Linked DNA regions of Callithrix jacchus: region 1 is linked to region 2. Evidence: chromatin contacts called from public Hi-C data. All regions are on one chromosome and are shown on one strand. The core of a region is the stretch at or near the end of the contact, and the rest is flanking DNA. Distances in the headings are between cores, read along the strand shown. Region 1 holds the start of EN1 (engrailed homeobox 1). Region 2 has its middle 130 kb from the start of INSIG2.

Region 1 (4,491 bases), core at 1,657-4,156, 630 kb before region 2:
CACCCTGGCCTGAGCATCTATCAAGTTGAAAGTAATTCCTTAACTCCCAAAGGCAGAAGCGAGTACCCCCAAAAGGACTGCCATACAAATATACTCACTCATGCACATACAACCTTTCACACACACCCTACCCCTTTATCCACATACTTGTACACACGACTCACCCAGCCCGTAGTTCCTCACTCCCACGCCCAGCCCTGGGCTCACTCAGAGTCCTCTGAACCCCTCACCCATCCGTCTCCGCCAACATTTGTTCACTCAGCCTCACACACTTCACTCGCAGGCTTGCCAAGACGCCAGTCCACTCACACAGAGTTCCCAATAGCATGTTCATTTGCAGGAGGGAGAGGAGGGCGTAGGGTCTGGGTGGAGGTCATGGAGCGCCTGGCGGTGCGGGGTACCTAGCGTCCGGGCCAGGCCGGGCCTGGGGGAGGTGGGGGGGGGGAAGAGCCAGCGCGAGGAGTGCTGCCTAATCCAGCTCAAGCTCGTGGGCCGCGGGTGCATTTATCATCCCATTACTGTAACAAATCCGGGCTCCACTACATGAAAGGTAAAATGAATTACCGACGTTAAGCCGTCAATAAAGTCATTTCTGTAAATGGTGTCTCCAAAGGGCCGCCGCATTATTCAGCTGGCTTTATCAGCTGGCTGGAAATTACGTGGAGGAGCCGGGCCGCGCGGCGCGCGGGGCCGCTCACTTTGATTAAGCGTCTTGCCAGCGCGATGTGACAGAGCTTTTGACCAGGGTTTTATTCACAGGCCTGTGATGAACGCCAAGCTGATCAGGCGGAATGAAGAGTAATTAAAACCTATAAATTATCTTCCGCAGCCCTTCTCGAGGCGTCTCCTGCAGGCGAGATAAGGCGTCGAGACCCTATTTACGGCGCTGAAAGGGACGGCGGCGCACAAAAGCTACGCGACTAAATAGGATATTGATAGTGTCCTAATTAGAATTTAATTAAGTACCTACTCTTGCTTGCGGGATAAAGATTTCAATTTTGCGAACTTAAATATAAATACAATCCCACCCCCATTTCGGGGAGAAGGGGTGGGGGCGCCTGGAGATTTTGGGGAGCCCTGGGTTGCGCGACGGAAGAGGAATCGGGAGACTCCAAGGTGGGGTTGGATGCGGCTTGGGAAGACTGAGAAGACTGCCGCGCAGCATTAGGGAGAGAGGTTCTCTCCCCTAGGATGCAGCGCAAGTCTAGCCGGGAACTCAGCCCTCAAAATCGGGGGACCCTCGCCTGCTCCCAAGATGCGGCGAGCAATACGAATTCCTGCTCTCTACCAGCCCTTTGGAGAAACTTCAGCTATCGCAGTGGTGGTTCGGCTTGTTGTGGGTTTAGTAGCCAGTTCCTCCTGCCTAACCCCCTGTGACTTTTCTGGAAAACTGGAGGCAGGGGGATTATTCCGGATGTCACAAATAGACAATATTTCCTGAGAGATCCTTTCTCCACTGTTCCATTTGGGGAGGGCGTTCAGGGCGGAGGAGGTCCGCTGGAGCTCTAAGATGACACCGGCGAAGGCCTCGTTTGCCAACGCCTTTCTCGGCCACCGCAGGCTTCAGCATAGTCGGATACTGGTCCTCCAAAACGACTCCGGAGACAAGTCCCGCAGATGCCTCGAGCCTCCATCCACACCCCACCCCGTCCCTCACATTCTCAGTTATGAGAAAACTTTGGGGGTGCCTCTACCAGGAAATCGCGAAAAAGAGCCCAGAATGGAAGCGGCTGGCGGCGCCGCAGTCCCCCCAAACTAGAGGAGAACGAACGGGGCTGGAGCCGGAGGCACCAGGGTAGTTGGGAGAATTCCCAGGAAATTCAGTTACCCCGCAACTGAGGGGAAACTCCTTGTTCACAACGTCAGCTTGGCAAACACTTGGGGTGCAGCGCTTTTATTTATTAGATATTACTTTGCAGGAAAATGTAACACGGAGGTTACCCTCAACTCTAAAGCTAGGGCCTAGCGTGCATCCGCGTTCTGACCTGCCGGCCCCGGGCCCTCCTGAGACAACTCTGCGTTGCGGTGACAGCTCGGACTCCCACTGCTAGGGAAGGTCCAGTCAGCTGGCTCTGGAGCTATTCCGAGTCCTCCGGGCTTTGGCTCATTGGCGCCAGGGCAGCTCCAGGGTGTTGTGGAAAGTCCGGACCCGGAAGGGCATGGGTGCGGATTCCCCACAATGGGAAAGCAATGAAGCCGGCCGGCAGGAGTAGTACAAACTAAAACGTGCGATGCTAGCTAGGCACAGTGGGCCTTCCAGGTTTGCTATTTGTGAAAAATAAATTGCTCCTCGGAAAGTAATCAACTCTAGATCTATTTCACATCCCCGACCTCCTCGTCTCACTCCTCTCCCTCCACTACACACACCCAAACCCACACTCACCCACTAACACACAAACCAGCAGTGACAACAACCACTCATCCTTCATAACAGCAACCAGAGAGAGGAGAAAATAAAAAGCTGAGTTTCTTAGGCGTGGGGGTGCAAAACAGCCAGGCTCCTGTCTGCTGCCCATGCTCTCGGCGCGCACAGACCCATAATCCTGCATTTCTCCAACAAGTTGTTTATGGAGTTGCTTCTCCATTTGCCTACATCCCAAATCCACCCCTCCCGGGTTTCTTCTGCCCCCTCCTCGGTCCCGGCCTGAAGGAGGGGGAGGGGCGCGGGTGCGGGAGCGGGTGGGGGAGGGCGGACCAACGCACGGGCCCGGCGCCGCGGCGCCCCCTCTCCGCCCGCGGCTGACGCCCCCGGATTATTTATCCGCAAAGTCCCGCGCGCGCCCATTGGGCCGAGGCCCGAGTGTCAGCGCGAGTCCCGGCTCGCCATTGGCCCCGCACACGTGCGGCCCTGACTCACGTGCTTCCGGTTTGAACGCAAAAAGTGTGCCTGGGTGATTTTTTTTTTAAGCGAGAGAGTTTGTGCAAAGATCCGAGCTGTCAGAGATTTGAAAAAAAAAAAAAAAAACCAGCCCGGCGCTGGCGGAGACGCGCTCTCCCTGCAAAAAAAGCAAAGGCGATTAAAGGCGCTGCCAGCCTCACGCTCTGGGCACAGCTGAGCGTGACACTCGGGGAAGTCAAACCCCTCACTACTGCCTAGGAAGATGGCTAGTCTTTAAAGACTATTTTTTTTTCCCCTTTAAGAAAAAAATTATTGGAGCTGTTTTCTTTTTTCTTGGTTTCTTTTTCCTTTCCTTTTCTTTTTTTTTTTTTTCTTTTTTCTTTACTTTTTTTTTTTTTTTTCTTTTGGCCGTGGCTTACTCCCCATTTAAATCAAATCATTGAATCTGGTTGCAGAAAGAAAAAAAGAAATAGCCAAGTGTCTCCATATCTGGATGTCTACAAATTAGGGAGAGACAGCGAGATCTATCTGCTAGATAAGAGCGAGCGATCCAGGCCAGACGCCTGAGCTTTTTTCCTACACCCGCCCCGAGCCTTCGCTAGGGCTTCGCCTGCCTCCTTCCTCCGGGCACCCCCACGGGCCGCTGGCAAAGTGGGGTGGGGAGCGAGGCGGTGGGGGCGGGGGCCGGCGCGGCGGCCGGGGCGGCGGGGCGGCCGAGCATGGAAGAACAGCAGACGGAACCTAAAAGTCAGCGCGACTCGGGCCTCGGCGCGGCGGCGGCGGCGGCGACCCAGGGCGGCCTCAGCCTGAGCCTCAGTCCGGGCGCCAGCGGCAGCAGCGGCAGCGATGGAGACAGCATGCCCGTGTCCCCGCAGCCCGCGCCCCCCTCGCCGCCTGCGGCGCCTTGCCTGCCGCCCCTGGCCCACCATCCGCACCTCCCCCCACATCCCCCGCCCCCGCCGCCTCAGCATCTCGGGGCGCCTGCTCACCAGCCGCAGCCAGCGGCCCAGCTGCACCGCACCACCAACTTTTTCATCGACAACATCCTGAGGCCGGACTTCGGCTGCAAAAAGGAGCAGCCGCCACCGCAGCTTCTGGTGGCTGCGGCGGCCAGAGGAGGCGCAGGAGGAGGAGGCCGGGTCGAGCGTGACAGAGGCCAGACTGGCGCAGGTAGAGACCCTGTCCACCCGTTGGGCACCCGGGCGCCAGGCGCTGCCTCGCTCCTGTGCGCCCCGGACGCGAACTGTGGCCCACCCGACGGCTCCCAGCCAGCCGCCGCCGGCGCGGGCGCGTCTAAAGCTGGAAACCCGGCTGCGGCAGCGGCGGCAGCGGCGGCCGCGGCGGCCGTGGCAGCTGCGGCCGCGGCGGCCGCAGCAGCCAAGCCCTCGGACAGCGGTGGCGGTGGCAGTGGAGGCGGCTCGGGGAGCCCCGGCGCGCAGGGCACCAAATACCCGGAGCACGGCAACCCCGCCATCCTACTTATGGGCTCAGCCAACGGCGGGCCGGTAGTCAAAACTGACTCGCAGCAGCCTCTCGTATGGCCCGCCTGGGTCTACTGCACGCGTTATTCGGATCGTCCATCCTCCGGTGAGTACCCAACTCCGGGCTGCGCATTGCCTTCTGGCGCCGCGGACCGCCCTAGAACTCCAAGC
Region 2 (4,992 bases), core at 13-2,512:
GGATCCCGTAGGGTATTCAGAAATAGACCCTGCTAGAAAACAGGCTGCTCTTTTCTGGGATTAAAAGTTGCCTCATAATACTGTAAGGCCCATGTATATGCAAGCAGTTGGGAGTTATTACGGGCCTAAAATAGGAAACCATTCGCTTGATCTTTCGCTTCAATCCTATTAGGGGCCCCCTGGAGCTCGAGAGAGATACCAGCCTGTCATGTCCCTGTTGCTGTGACGACCCTGTCTTTATAGAACAAGAAAGAGAAATGGTAGTGATTGGCAGACCTTGCTTGCCCCTGTATGTAACACAAAGGGCGACAAAACGAAGAGGAAGTGAGGCCCTTCTCCGAGGTCTGACGCTTCTTAACCCTACACTACCTTCCACCTGGTCCCAGTCGCCCCCACCCCGACCTCCTCCGGAGGGAAAGAAGAGGCCACTGGCCATTAAGTGCCAAAGATCAAGAATGACTTTCTTGGGTTTAATTGCGAGTAATTTTTTAAAGTCCGTCTTTTATCAACTTCGACTGGAGAAAATATGTGGAAGGGGCTGGAAGCGAGGATGGGAGCTGCTACGGCGACGCTGTCCACCGGGCACTGTTTTCGGGACTCTGGGTGGGGCGGCCCCGGGAGCGGCCGGGCCTGACAAACCCCACCATATGGTGCCAGACTCCAACTCGCTGACCATAAATAACCGCCTCCCTTTTCGGGCTTTCTTGCCAGGCTCCTCCGATTCCCGCTAAAGTGGGAAAAGGTCAAAATGCTGTTTGTGTCCGTTTTCTCCGCTGCGTGCGCGGAAAGGAGGAGCGCGGCCTGAGGGGCGGGCGCGGGGCCGCGCCACCGCCAAACCTGGCGCCCGGCGGGGCGGCCAGCAGAGCGCTCCGACAAAGGCCGCGCCCTGGGCCGAGCTCTCCGCCCGGCGCCCGGTCTCATTAGCGGCGGTTTGTTGCAAAGTAAAACCAACCGATCGCAGCAGCGAAGGCACTTTGTCTCTGCCCCGAACCTTTCGGAAAGGCTGTGACCCGGCGGCCCGACGCGTCCCGGGCGAGGGCAGTGCCCGTGCGCGGCGGAGGCGCCCTGCAGCGCAGGGCGCACGGTTCTTTCCAAACGTTTTGCCCGGGACAAGTGCCTCTCACTGAGGTTTGCTACTCGCCCCGGCTTTGCTCAGACGCCCACTGTAGCCAAAACTAGCCTGCAGCCTCCCCAGAAAACACTAAACCCGAGCGGTTGCCGAGGCCCAGGGTTGCCCAGATATTGACCACGATCAGGAGCTAAGTCTGCTTTCCGGGGGCCGCGTGGGGAGCTCTGTTCCCAGCACTTTTCTCCCGGACTCTTTGCCTGGGGGAAGAAAGAAAAGAAAAAAGAAAGAAAGAAACAGAAAAGTTTCTTTCGGGGGAAGCAGTGAAATAGGAAATGAAGATCCGCTCTGTAGTTTAGCTGAAAGGAAACGCTGTCTAATCCTGACATGCATAGCATTTAAAATAAAATTCTTTTATCTTCATGCGTGCCGAGCCCCCCAAACGTTGCCCGGACCCCTACGGGGGGGAAAGGCGTCATAAAATGAGAATTTGTTTCATTGTGGGTCCCTTTGCCAACAACGGGCTTTAAAGGAACGCCAAACAAAGCGGGCGTCAGGAGGGGGGCTTTCCAGGTGAGCCCGAGACGGGATCGAAACTCCTCTTCAGTCCACGAAAACGCCCGAGAATAAGTTATTGAACAAAACCCATCCGTCCTCTTTGTAAATCCCCCAGTTTCCTTTCCAACACCGCATCCCTCTCCCAAATAAATCACGAGCGGCTCTCTTCCCTTGCCAAGCGCCCTTGGCTTCACAATATGCCCGGAAGATTTTAAGAAACGACGTTGAGGTTTGGGAACAGGGAGCGAGGGGCGTGGGACTCGCCGCTGCCCTGGGTTCAGTGTTCTTGGTTCTTTTCCCGCCAGGCGTGATAAAGCAAAATATTTTAACTGCAACCTACAAGCTTGTTTTTTATCTTTTTTTCCCCCCTAACTTTTTTTTTTTTTTTTTCCTTCCAAGAAACAGATCAAGAAAACCTAATTACAAGGCACGGCACTAAAGTTAAATGAAAATGTAATCCGGCAATACAGAGAGGAAATTAATTTTTTTAAAGATAGATTTTAGTTAGAAACAAAAATACATTGTTCTCCCTGGTAACGTTTGTTAAACCTATGCTCGATTTCGGGCTGAAAAATCAGTACTAACTCAGAACTCTGAGGTCACTCTCTGGATGCGTTTTCTTTAGAAATTCTAATTCGAAAATGTTCAAGCCATCATTGTTTTGCTTTCTATATAAAAAGGTTTGGGGTGTTTGGGTTTTGTTTGTTTTGTTTTCCTTTTATTCAAAAATACTCCTCTATTTAGATATAATAAAGTGGTCTTGGAAATTAAGATAATTTAGGAAAATACTTTTGACGGTGCCCTCAGTTAGTTACTGAAATAATAAATTATTTTTTAAACTTTCTTCATTTTAGGTAGACGTCCCATCTCTAAAAATGCTCTTGACTATTGGAAACCTGGGCACCAGTACACACAGCTGATGAGCTGCCCTAAGCCAGGGCTTGCTTCCAGCAGCTCCCTCACACCAAATGAGGAGGGTTTTGTTATTTTGGTTGTTGTTAATGATAGGTTTCTGTTTTGTTTTGTTTTGTTTTGTTTTTGTTTGTTTTAAACACTCTTGTTGGGTCTTCTACATCCTAGGAGAAGGTTTAATTTTCATTTCAAAAACGCATGTACTGCTGTGTGAAAGTCACAGTGCTTCATCTTAAAGATTTTTTATGTCCAAATATTAAAATAATATAATGATTCTTAATGAAATAAAATGTTTGCCCAATTAACCACTTTGCTATTTGTTAGACTCTCCAACATAGGCCATTTCCTTAATGCAGTGTTTGTCCAAAGCCATTAAATACCCCATCTTAATTTTATTACATTAAGATATTCAAAATTATTTTCTTCAAATCTTTGTGTCATGTTTCTTTATTAGCTTCACTCACATCAACTGAGTCTTGGTAAGAAATGAGTTCAAAGATGTTAGACAACTTGAAGGGGAGTCATTTGTTTTTAAAAAGATTAAATATTCCTGTCTAATTTATTTTTGAATCTCTCTCTCTCTCTCTCTCTCCCTCCCTCCCTCCCCCTCTCTCATTTTACTGTACTTGGACAGGGCAGGGCTGGAAAAGAAAGCCACGTCCTCCTTTACTGTATCAGCAGTGAATTTGCACCACCTTCTGGTAGGTTAGAGAATGACGAAAACACCCGCTGCTTCCATAAAAGAATTCTTTTATTCACTGTGGTCTGTTGTCCTATTTGTAGCTGAACTCAGAGCACCATTTAGCTTCTCCAAACTCACAGCATATCTCTCCTATGGCCTGGTTTTATACAGATTCTTTGAACTGGGAAGACTTTTCTTTATCATATCCTTGAGAAGGCTCACAAATCCCCAACCAGTCCCTGCATGTTAATTTACTGAAATGCCTGGCAGGGAAGTAAAGGATGGCTGGAGAATGGTCGTTTCCTATTCTATTTTGGCTGTCCTCTGTAGAGTGCTTGAAAACAAATCAGAGGCTATAACTGTAGCAGCAGAGAAACAAACGCTTCTCTTGGTTTCATAAGACCCTCATTACCCACAATTAATCATAATGACATGCTGTATTCAGGCTCCTTGCTGGAGTCTGCGAGGAGCACACAGATGTGGCTTTCTGTAGATTTCAATCCCTTCTGCAATATGGATTTCAGGATACAAAGCTTGTTAGAACACGTTACCAGCCCCTGGATCTGCTGTTTCTCTCAAAAGTGCTGGTCAGCACTAGAGTGTGGAGGGTTTCCCAGACTTCAAATGAGAAACATTTTTTTTCATGGCCTTCCTGCCTGGTGATAAAGACCACAGGGAGTAAAGGTTGATACTTTTTTCTCAAAGCCAAGCTGTATTTTAAAAAATGAAATATATACCCAATAAATTGCAGTATGCATACATGTGTGTGTTACATCTGAAGTGAAGGTCTCCAATTCAAGGAGACAATGAACTTGATGGTGTGCACTACAGAATATGTGGGAAAATGAAGATCCTGTTCTAGTAACATAGAGCCCCAAATGCTTTGCCTGCAAAACTGAGCTCAGAGACAGAATGATGCTCAATTGGGTTAAATTAGTGAAATCATTTGCTGAATTATTAATCTTATGTTAACCAACTGAGCCCCTGATAGTTGCCAGGTCTGTGAAGCTGAAACAGTCATGCTGGCTGTCTACTTGCAATTGTCTACACCTGAATCAGCAGGGGCTTTCCAACTAATTGTGTTAAAGGTATCTACCTACACAAGGCTACTTGTTACTTGCATGATGTTAAGACAACCCAAACAAGAAAGACCAATAATTATTTTGTCATCACCATACTCTAAGATCTTTATTACAAACTTAAGAATATTGTGAAGAAAGTATATGGAGAAAGCTACAAACTTTCTTGAGGAATATTCCAAAATAAGACCCAAATAAAGGTTAAAAAAATACCACATTCTTAAATGCAGAGACTTAATGTTGTGAAGACATCAATTCTCATGCTTATATACAGACGGTCTTCCATATGCATGGATTCCACATTCGTGGATTCAACCAATCTCAGATGAAAACTAGTCAGAAAAAGTTGAGTCTGTACTGAATATGTACAGACTTTTTTTTCTTGTCATCATTTCCTAAACAATACAACAACTATTTACACTGTATTTGGTATTATAATTAATCTAGAGATGATTTAATGTATACAGGAAGAAGTGTGTAGGTTATATGCAAATACTACACTATTTTATATCAGGTACTTGAATATTGGAGGATTTGGTATCTGAGGGAGGTCCTGGGACCAATCACCCACATATACAGGGGGATGACTATATATATATAAATGAACCCAATAGAATGAGTGAATTAGAAGGGTAGGATAGAAGGGAATTTGGCAAAGTAACTCTAAAATTCACTTAAAAGAATAATGCAATGAA

Evidence for each region. A called contact is a pair of places that touch in the nucleus more often than the background predicts.
Region 1: a Hi-C map of skeletal muscle shows a contact between it and region 2, with 2.9 times the contacts expected there. The contact joins the promoter of EN1 here to the enhancer-like site in region 2. A contact is called at or near these places in 2 of 3 Hi-C or Micro-C datasets (both in skeletal muscle).

What each region holds. Positions count from the first base shown.
Region 1 is chr6:103,476,482-103,480,972 of calJac240_pri, reverse strand. EN1 (engrailed homeobox 1) reads left to right here and starts at 2,906. Exons shown (of 2, transcript XM_017973890.4): 1 at 2,906-4,426. The coding sequence starts at 3,559.
Region 2 is chr6:102,847,326-102,852,317 of calJac240_pri, reverse strand. No RefSeq gene overlaps it. Among named protein-coding and RNA genes, the nearest start is that of INSIG2, 130 kb to the right of the region's middle. Within about 2 kb of position 1,262, at least 1 of the 16 cell types and tissues checked has an H3K27ac peak or open chromatin away from gene starts, as enhancers often do. A contact at or near this core is called in skeletal muscle, where this site is marked.